Regions from separate parts of the Gossypium arboreum genome. Here region 1 is linked to region 2. Evidence: chromatin contacts called from public Hi-C data. All regions are on one chromosome and are shown on one strand. The core of a region is the stretch at or near the end of the contact, and the rest is flanking DNA. Distances in the headings are between cores, read along the strand shown.

Region 1 (6,177 bases), core at 2,278-4,777, 130 kb after region 2:
TCTATGTTCTGAATTTTATGAATGTGTTCGGTATGGCTCTAACCGTTCTTAAACGTATGTTTTAAGTCTCGTAGACCATCTTAAGAGATGATTACTTATGAAATGATGTTAAATAATATCTGTGATTCTGAATTTTTCTAAAATGTTCTGTTTGTCTGGTAATGCCCCTTACCTATTCCAGCGACAGATACAGGATAGGGGTGTTACATACGTGGATGCCCGTAGGAAAGAGTTCCTGAACCGTACTTAGGGAGATCAATCTGTGGCCGAGTATGAGGCTGAATACCTGTGATTGAGCCGCTATGAGTGAGGTATGGTGGCGGCTGAATATAAGCAATGTGTCCGCTTTGAGGTTGGCCTCAGGGATAATTTGAAAGCCCTGATAGCTCTGCAGAGGGAGTGTGGTTTTTCTTTACTGATTGAGAAGGCTTGTCAATGGAACTTTCTTCTTATTTCGCATTTCTCCTTCGTATTTTGGTTGCTGGATGTGCTCGTTTGGTGAGTGGTAGTAAGTTCTACAGAGGAGGGAGCCTCTGTTTACTCTTTTAATTTTGTCAAATCCTCTGTTAATATAGTGCTTGTGCTTTAACAGCAGCCAATCTGGTGATCAGAGGTTTCCCTCGTTTGGAATCGTAATCCAATAGTCATGGTGATTGAGTAAGTGTTGGAATTCGGTGTTGGTTTTGTAGTTCGATTTAGTCGCGAATTAAATCTGACTCTAAGCTTTGGGTTGTCGATTTTTAGGTTCTGGAGGTTCGAGAGTGGTTTCGCGTCGAAATCGTACCAGGTGTGTACTCTATTACACAAAAAACGAGGTTTCAGTGAAAGTTGAAAACCTCATTGTCGACGCCACACGGGCGTACGATCGACGAGGCCAGGCCGCACACAAGACACGGCCATGTGATGGCCAAGTAGGCCGTGTGCGACACACGGGCTAGACTAATTTGGGCTGTGTGGGCCACACGGGTGCGTGGGCCCACACAGGTAAACCATACGGGCATGTGGGATTTTGGGCCAGGTCGTTGATCTACACGGCCAAAGAAAATTTGAGCCGTGTGAGCCCACACGAGCAAGCCACATAGGCATGTGAGCCCATTTGTCTAGAATGATTCCTAGGGTTGCACGGGTCACCCAAGACGACTGTGAACCTATTGTAGGGTCGGTAAGCGTGACCTAGACCCCTAAGTGTATAATCTAAGTGTATGTGATACATGATTACTGATATATGTATGTATACGTATGACTGATGGTTGCATAAAAGCATGACATATTATATGTTTGCATTTCATTGGGTTGGGATGATAATATTTGGAGGAAGTGTACTGAAAGGCTTTAAGCCTAATATACGGGCAGCTCAGTTGCAAACTACTGTATTGTGCCGCATTCGGTGCTACCTAGAGTGTAGTGATGGGTGGGTTGATTTAATCCCCACATAGAGTGTAAGGTTGGACGGAGATGGTGTGTAGAGGCTGGTTGGGTAGGACTTTGTACTGAATACTGTATATCTATTACTGATACTGTGATGGGCTAAGGCCTTTATGCATACTGATATTGATACTGGATTGGGCTAAGGCTGAACCGTTAATGATATTGAAAGGGGGCTTAGGCCCAAGACTGATTTGATTGTGCACTGTGTTTGCTGTTGTTGTTTTTTGTGGGATTACACACTGAGTTTACGTAAACTCACCCCTCTCTATTAATGCGCACAGGTAATCCCCAAACTTGACAAATCGATGCAGCGGAGGACCTGACAGTGGCCACACGTATTTTATACTGTTTTAAATTTTAATTTTGGTAATTATTTCTTAATTATTTTATGGGTTATTTTTTATGTAAATTGGACTTTTTAGACTGGTTGCTTTTATTTCGGATTTTAGACTGTTTTCGTGGATTTAATAACTGCACAAACTCAACGAACAAATGGCTTTCTCTAAAACTAAGGGGTTTTCCTAAGACGAACAATTTTACCTAATTAACTTTGTTTTTCATAAATAAATGATTTTTAAAGCTTCCGCAACGAGCTGTGTTTTAAAACAATCGATTAAATAAGTAAGCAATTTTAAAATCAACAAGAGTAAATAAATGAAAACAGTTTTATTGTAACACTATCACGTGACATCACCAGATTCACTCATAACGTCTAGGCCGGGTTTAGGGTGTTTTAACTTTATTAACATGTACAGTAAGAATCTTTAATAATGAACGAGGTTTTAACTCATTACTTTTATAAATATTTAAAGGTTATAAACATTTAATGCAACATAAATAAATGAAGCTTATTTAACTGATTCATTAACACATACATTAAACATCTTTAATAATGATTTTAACTCATTACTTTCATAAATTTTAAAAATTATAGACATCCATTTAATATATTTACAACAAAAATAATATTCTCAAAATACCTTAAATTCGCACCGCTTCAACACTTATCCAATCAATACGCGAATTGCAAACATAAGACACATTTCAAGATCAAGCTTCCACTATTCATATAGTATTTTAAAAATTTTATACTATACATTATTAGAATACAATTTTTTATAAGGTTTAAAACTTTTAAAATTATGATTTAATATGTTTAAATTTATTTTGACATTATTAATTAATTTTAAAATTATTAAATAATTTATATTTTAATTAAGATACATAAGCTTTGCATAGAAGTAAAAGCTAGTTTAATATATAACATAGTATATATTTTTAAGGGTAAATTATACCCAATGTTACTAAACCTGTTAGTAAATTTATGTTTCAGATTACTTAATTTTAAAATATTACAATATAGTCTCAAAGGTTTTTATTTAAATTATTGAACTATTCAAAATTTTTTATTCAAATCACTAGGCAGTTTTTTTTTTAAAGTTCCACTGGTGAGTTCTAAGTGATGATTTGATGATGAATACAATGTATCAGTACCTGTCAGTGAGTAGAAGAACATATCTTAGATCCAAGTGAATTTGGTGGTTAGTGTCGGAAATTAGAGAAGAAAATTGTTTAGATTTTAATTCGTAGATTTATTATATTCGAAGCTATGTCATGAAATGAAAATTGAATTGCGAGAAAAAAGTTTCGATTAGTACAAGTGATATGAATAGAGAAAGTCATATTATAGCAATACTAATAACCTAATTAAATATTATAATAATACTAACAACCTAATTAAATAATATTTTAAATAGTTCAATAAATTTTATAATTTTTTAAAATTAAATGATTAAAATATAAACTTACTAATAATTTAATAATTTTAAATATAATTTACCTATTTTAAAAAAATACATAAAATAGAATAATAACAGTAAAGAAAAACATTTAAAATAGTATTGGAGCACGATAGTGGTGTCGATGACGAAAATGACTACGCCTCCTGTTGCAGATCTTCATGTTTAAATTAGTGTTGGACCATTTGTGGTTTTAAAAAAAAAAAAATCAAAACAGTAATGATGGCGCGGGTGGACCCGGATGTGGGGAATTGGGGATTGGGGGCACGTCCTCACCCACTTACACTTAACGAGGACATGATGACCGTTAAGCTGACATAACGTGTACGGCCATGATTGATCTTCAGAGTATGACCTGCAGAATAACAAACTCCGCTTTTTCCTTTATTTAAAGTCTTGAAATTTCGAGCCACCCCCTTCACCAAAATACTAACGCACGAAGTACCTTTTCTTTTTTTATTTAAGTTTAAAAGAAAAAGATATTTTTGGTTTTTTCATGTTTGCTTTTGTTTTTCCTCTCTCTTTTGCTCAGATTTTTTTGTAATGAAATCAATGCTCAACACGTGATTGTGGTTTTTTTTTTTTAACTATTAATGTTTTCTTTTCTTTTAAATTTTTTTATGTATTTAAAATATTAAAATTTTAATACAATACTTACAATTATTTATAATTCTTTTTAATTAAAAAATAAATTTGTTATAACACGTTTAAACTCATATCTTTTTGTATTGATAATAATATTGATGTCAATCGAGTTAAGACTAGATCTGTTTATGGATCGAACCACCCGATCCGCTTAAAAAATGAGAGAGATTGAATAAAAATATTGGCCCGAAAAATAGTCTTGTACAAAAAATAAGACTTATTTAGAAAATGAGATCAGGCCTCAGGTAAGGTTTTTTGGCTCAGGTTGGACTCGACCCAAATTTGCAAAAAAAAAAAATTATTATTTTGTTGTTATTTTATTATTATGTTGCTACTATTTTGTTGTTATTATTAGATATTGTATAACTTTTGTTTTATTATTAACTTTACTATTATTTTAGAGGCATTTACTTGTTAAGTTGTACTTATTTTCAATTTATTGGGAAACATTCATTTTAAATTTTTTAGTGTTTTTGATGTATTATTTTTTTATTTTTCATATAAAATAATATAAAAAATTTCAATCTGCACCGATCGAGTTGGGCTTGAGTTTTAGTATTTTTATTCGAGTCGAGTTTTGGTAAAATTTTAGGCCCATATATTGAGTTGGGCCTACAATTTTGTTAAGGTCCGGTCCGACTCATGGACACCTTTAGCTAAAACTCAATTAGCAAATTTTCAAATTCTTTTAAATTTTAATATGGATGGATCGGGTTGGGCCCGAGTTTTAGTATTTTTATCCGAGTCAGACCTATCAAACAGGCCTAAAATTTTATTAGGACCCGACCAGCGCATGGATACCTTTAGCCAAGAGTCAATTAGGAAATTTTTAGATTCTTTTAAATTTTATTTAATTTAATTATTATATATAAGGTATGTGTTTTATTTTAAAATGATTTATCCACACTTTCAAAAGACAAATAATCCCTCCATGTGTTTATTCCGAAATTGTTATTAGATATGTATGATGTACTCCACAAATTAGAAAAAAATTATTTTAAAATTACAATGATTCTAATTAATTAACTAAAATAAATATAAAAGAATTTGAATCACGTCTTATTATTGAGTGAAGATGTGATATATATTTAATGAATGAATCTAGATGTTAAATTGTATATGAGTTATTTTATTTTTAAATTATGTATATAAATATTTTGATATTTTAGATAATCTTTTTTGCACCTATTGTCGATATTAAGTAACACTGTAAAATTTGAATAAATTTTTTATGATATTATGCATGGATCACATACATCATGGTGAATTCTTCAGAAAAAAAATTGTGTTTTTCACAATGGAATCTGATAAGTGAGATTTGTTAGAACCGTAAATAATATTTAATATAAAATTAGAACTATAAACCAGGATCTGTCATGCCAAATCATAAGAATAAATCAAGAACAAAACTAGATGCAGAAGCGTACCTAAATTCATCGACTTTTTAAAATCTACGAATCTTGGGGTTTTGCTCTTCCAAATTAACACATAAGTAATCTAGAAAAGGCGGCTCTCTCTTTTCTAAAAATGTGATATTAGAAAAGTTATCTTATATGTAATTTGGGGGCCATAACCCTAATATATAATTTTGGCACATTAACCCTAATTTCTAATCAGCTCGTCATCAATTAGAAATTAGTTACTAGAGTATCTATACATATTTGACTCATACTTTATTTAATAATTAAAGCCCAATAAATCTTAACCAAATTAGATCACTTTTAATTTGGGCTAACCTATTATGATAGTAAATAATATGTAATTACCTTTATTATATATGTGATGTCCATATTTTCCAACAATCTTCCTCTTGGACCACATATATATACTAATTAATCTATAATTACATGTCATTATATAACCTTATGAGCTCAAAACTTTACTATCATATCCAAAAGGTATTCCAAACAATCTTGTCCATTAATTATGTTAATATAGAACTAATGTGACTTTCGTTACATATATTGTAACTAAATCCATCCATGATCACATATATTAACACAACCAAATGACATAGATCAAGTATGGATATGTAGCATAGAAATTACATGTAATATGATTTAAACATGTCTATTTCCAACAGTTCCTCTGTAATATCCTAATTTTGGGCCTAGTCGGAATAGTAGTTTTGTGACCACAAAATCCGAGATAGAAATAATTATTTTATGATTATTTTAAGGTCTATGATATGATTGCATGATTGTGTGAAAAATTCGTGAAGAAATTTTATGCATAAAGTGCTTAAATTGAAATTAGGGACTAAATCCAATAATTTGCAAAACTTGCATTCTAGAAGTTTCTAGTA
Region 2 (5,480 bases), core at 950-3,449:
AAGCTAATAAAGTAAATGTTAACATGAAATGAATATAAAGTTAGCCATTAGTATGGTTAACAAACCTGGTTTTGGGTATGTGATGACGTTATCTTATAAATATGCATGAATTTATCTTGAAAATATGTTGAATTGGTTTGGTTGAAGTGGATTGGTCTCGATTTAATATTGCAGGGAAGGTTAGATATATATAAAGGGGCTATATTGAATATAAAAAAAAATCATAAACTCCGGTAATACCTCGTACCCTATTTTGGCAATGAATACGGGTAGGGGGTATTACAGTTCTGGTCACCCAACTTTAAAAAAAAAATCAATTTAGGCTCTAATGTTTGAACTTGTTCCTATTTTGGTTACTTGCCATTAAATTGATAACGAAAAGTTTTTTTAACTGGTATAATAACACATTTAATCCTCATCAATATTATATATTTTTATCAAATTGATCTTAATTCTAAATAATTCAATAAATTTAACCCTTTATATTTACAAATTTTATCAATTTGATCCTCAAACTTCTTAACTAAAACTTTTAGCTTTTAAAATAGAGGCATTCCACATCTATTAATTGTTTTATCTATGGTTGAAATTATCTAAATCGATACATATCCCTTTTTGTTTATATTTTTAAGAAGTTGGTGTTAGAAATTAACTAAACACCATTAAAAATAATAGAAAATACAAATATTAAAAATATAATATATAATAAATTTATATAAATAGTTAAATACTTTTGAAAAATAAGTTTTGACTTTGACTAGCATAATTTTAGTTTTAAATTAATTTGGTATATGATTTGACACTAAATCATATTACTATTAGTGATACATGTTGCTTATTTTAGATTTAAAATTAAAAATAAATAGAACACATAATAATCTCATAATCAGTTTATAACATTAAAAAATTATTATCAATATAATAAAAGAAATTCAATTAATTCTTTCACATTTTTTCTTATGAAATATTAAATGTTCATAAATTTTTTATGCAATTATTGATTGAGCAATTAGATTTTTCAAAGTTATATTTTTAACTCTAGATTTAATTTTCAATTTCAAAAACCAACTTGAGGATTATTTCTATGTATCTTAAAGGAAATATAATACATTAACAATAATAGTAAATCTAAAGTGGCTTTTTAACGGTTTTTCTATTTTCTTTAGCCAAAATTTTATTGGTTAAAGGGTTATAAAATATTATCTTTAGAAGAAAACTAATGTAAAAAAAAAGAAAAGAAAAAATTTAGTATAAAAAAAAAAGAAAAGAAAAAATTTAGTATAAACTCATTGGTATCAAGAATTGACTTGGAAAACGACTTGTTAGTACTTAGTGGAGAGAAGGTTTTTATTTATTTATTTATTATATATATAATCTTTTTGGGTTTTGTGATTTTATAGATGTGGAATGACTTTGTTTTAAAATATAAAAACTTTGGTTAGGAAGTTTGAGGATCAAATTGATAGAATTTGTAAATGTAAATGGTTAAATTTATTAAATTATTTAGAATTAGGATCAAATTGATAGAATATGTAAGTATAGAGTACTAAATGTATCATTATACCAATTAAAATTTTTTTATTATCAATTTACAGCATGTTATAAAAACAATAATGAGTTCAAATGTTAATGCTTAAATTAAAAATTTTAAAGTTAGATGATCAAAACAAAAATATATGCATAGTTCAGTAACTATTTGTGTAGTTTACCTTAAAATTTTTAACATAAATGATTAATTTACTCTTTAATTTAATGTATAAAATTAATTCACCTATTTTTAAAGTAGATAACATCATCACATTTTCATATTCAGGTAACCGATTTAAAACTAGATAATAGATATAACACCTCTTTTTTGTCTAGTAGTGAAAATATTTATACTATGGCAATATCCATGGGTCAATCCAATTTGTGCATATCATTTTCGTCTCTTATTTCACATTTTTTCTTAATTTAAAGAGTTTTTCTTTTAATAATTATTGGAAATTATGATTTTAATTTTAATTAATTATTAATATATTATATAAAACAAAATAGTGCGAAAGATTAAGACCAATTTATTTAAAATAAAAGAATAGAGACCAAATCAAATAAAAGTGTAAAAATTGGAGGGCTAAAGTAGTATTATACCAAAATAAGGATTTAACAGCTAGCGTAATAAAGGGACTTCTATGTAAGTTTTACCCAAAAAACTTGTAGTGCGCCATATTTGGTTTCCAGTTTGGGCTAAGTACAACCTACTCAAGTATTTAGCCTCAGTAGGGCACCAAAATAAGGACAAATTCCTGAGAGTCTTTTCCTTTTCTGCTTCTTCTTCACGACGCTTTATATCCCTTTTTCTTTGTTTTGTTTTCAATTTCACAAATAATGGCTATTAAGAATGAAATTATTACTTCGACAGATTTGGGTGACAACGAAATTGGGAATATCAGCACTTGGAGCATTCCCAAAATGATTTCTCTTGTAAAATCCACTTTTCGTTCCAACGATTTCGCCATGGTAGAAAAGGAATTTTTGGCGAGAGAGCAGAAATCAAAGCTGGAAATCGAGTCACTGAAACAGGCAAAGGATTCATTTTCCTACAAATTCGAAGAAGAGAGGTTGGAAAAAATGGGTTTTGCGGATGATCTGAGGAAATGCAAGAAAGAATTGGAGGACATGAGGGGTGAGGTTTCGAAGTTGCGGGAAGAAAATATGGTTTTGAGGGAAAGAGGAAAGTCTGCTGAGGAAAGGTGTAATAGATTGTCGGAGGAAGTGAAGGGTATGTATGAGAAACAACACGAAATTATAAATTTGAGAAGCAAGAATTGCGAGCTTGAAAATGAGAAAGCCAAAGCTGAATCTGAGTTGGAAATACTGAGGAAGAGATTCGAGGAGTTGGATAAGAGGGTTTTATGTTTAGAGACTGGTTTTAATACTCTACAAGATGAAGATGATTCCAAGAACAACAATAGGATTGGGGGAGAAATTGGGGTTTCCGAAAATGGGAGGCTAAAACCTATTGAAGCTAACGGTTATTCACCAAATGCTGGTAAAAATTCAACATTCCTGAACCTTTTTTTATTTTGTTTTCGTGTTTATATTGTTGTTTGGTTGGTTAAATTCATGCTAGAGTTGATATTCAAGATTGCTATGCATATGAAGGTTTCAGTATCATTTCAGGTTATGGACTGATGGTGATATTTTTTAGGGTCGGATCCTCAACAAGTCCCAGCGCCTTTTTATTTTTTTTTAGGGTTGGATTCTCAAAAGGTCTAGTATTCTGTCTCGGGGTTCTATGCTCCGTTTTAGCCTCGAGCTTTTGCCCTGTCCATGAACGGGGCATGGAGACGCCACATGCTGGTGCCAGGAGTCGCAAACAGTGCCAGGAGAAACTTGAGAGTTTTATGGTGTGGTTTGAATTCATTCCCTATAGCATATAGGCATTTATGGGTAAGATGAGTACCACTGGGACAAAATTTTGGGGTTAAAATGGAGTATAGGCGCTCCAAGAATATAATACCGGACTTGTTGAGGGTCCAACCCTCAATAATGCTCTGTATCAAATAATAAATACTGATACTTGTATAGCAGGATAAGCAATTTGCTCTAAAGGTTATGTTCTATTGCAGGAAATTCAAAACATTTAGCCTTTTTCTTTTTTTTCGTACCAATGTGTACTTCATTCACCATGCTTCATGAGAAAATTAGTTCTGCATGTATAGATCATAGAATGTATATACAACTAGCTGGAGTTTGATTCGGGTGTCGAAAAATCGAAATACATATTCTAAGTGCTTATGCTAAATGTATATCTATGAGCAATACTTACCTGTTGTGGAACTTGTAAAGTGTTTTCCCCCTTTAATATCTTCCGGTTTAACTTATTCTTCCTGAAATCTTGCGTGCCAGGGAGTTGGAGACCTCCATCTCAAAACGTTGTTGAGATTGTTGATATCGATAGTGATGATGATTGTGCACCAGTAGAAAATCCGAGTGTGGAAACTGCGACTCCAACTCTCAAAAGAAAACAAACTTCAACTACAGATGTAGGTGAGGGTGAAAATGGTAATAACGATGCATTATCTGAGAAGTTAAGGATGAGGAAACGTCAAGAGCCTATTTGCAGGCCTAATGGTTGTCCTGTTAATCATTGCTCAACGACAACAATTGTTTCTGATATCAATGAGGTTAACAGAGGCTCTGCCACACCAAGGGAAGATGTTATGGATTCAGTACAGCCTGAACATCGAACGGAGTCTGAGCATAGGTCTGGGGATCTTATCAATGGCTTTCCTTTGGCTGGGCTTTGTTTCTCCGAGGAAAGTTCTGTTTCCTCTGATACTGACTCTGATGATGACAGTGATGGATTTATTTCCATCAACCATTCTCAGCCTGCACCAGAGGTTCAGAAGGAAAACAAAAATTAGCCATTGGAAATGGATGGCTACTTTCTGTTTTTAGATATGAGAACCAAACAAGAAGTTTGTCACATTGTGCCAATTGACAATTTATCTCCGGTGCACACAGGTATTGCTACAGAAGCTATTCCAATATCTCCTCTGCCCTTTCTTCTTTATGTTCATTTTAGTAAAGGTGATGATGAGATAGTTTCGCTTGATGGCTTGAATATGGGTTCTCATTGAAACTAGTTACATGCATAAGAACCATTATAAAGAAAGAAAGAGAGATGTAGAGTGGAGTAGAGGTTGATTCTTGATTTTTTCTAACATTAAGTTTGATGATCCATGTATAGATTTGAACCTTTGTACTCTTCTTTATGATAGCATGACATAATATTTCCTTTTGGCATGAAATGTAACATCAAATCTGTTTGCTTTCCTTAAACTTTTGCTGCTATAACTTCTCAATCCCATGGACATCAGCTCCAGGGATATTACTCTGGCCATGGCGGATACACAGTATGGAAGATCTTGATCATTATATCGAACTAGCTCTTCAATACTGCAAGAAATTTTTTAAGATATGACTAAAGAAAGGATACTTTATTTTTATAATTGTGGCATGACCAAACCAATATTTGTTGTTTTGACACGAGCAACATTGTTGTTTAGCTTTTGTTTCTGCTTATGTATATATGCGTGCCTTATCTTTCACATATATACATGCCTTACCTTTCTCATTTGTGATGAACAAGATATTGGACCTAAAACTAAAGTGTGGATAATAATTTGAGCAAGCTTATGTCACTTTGGATAATGATTTAATATGATTTGCATCATAAGCTTACTCATATTTGGTATAGGTCAAAATCAAATATTTAATTCATTCCTTTTGCCAAATTCCATTTTTATCTTCTTTTTGGTTGGATGCCTCAAAGTTGCCATCATCCAAGGGTACAAGGTAGCTGCAATGGTTTGTACTGTAACATTGTTGAATGGTTTGTGATTTTAGATTGGTTCATGGTTTTTGGGTCTTGTCATTCTCTTCCAATCCCCTAAAAGAATATTTAAAGTAGGGGGAAAAAGAAGAGAAAGCAT

What was found. A called contact is a pair of places that touch in the nucleus more often than the background predicts.
Region 1: a Hi-C map of leaf shows a contact between it and region 2, with 2.3 times the contacts expected there. The contact joins the enhancer-like site here to the promoter of LOC108467950 in region 2. A contact is called at or near these places in 2 of 5 Hi-C or Micro-C datasets (both in leaf).

What each region holds. Positions count from the first base shown.
Region 1 is chr1:33,633,319-33,639,495 of ASM2569848v2, forward strand. No RefSeq gene overlaps it. Among protein-coding and RNA genes, the nearest start is that of LOC108454913, 15 kb to the right of the region's middle. Within about 2 kb of position 3,528, at least 1 of the 2 cell types and tissues checked has an H3K27ac peak or open chromatin away from gene starts, as enhancers often do. A contact at or near this core is called in leaf, where this site is marked.
Region 2 is chr1:33,500,634-33,506,113 of ASM2569848v2, forward strand. It overlaps LOC108467950, which reads left to right and starts at 2,200. Exons shown (of 2, transcript XM_017768780.2): 1 at 2,200-3,031; 2 at 3,892-4,796. The coding sequence starts at 2,368. The coding sequence ends at 4,409.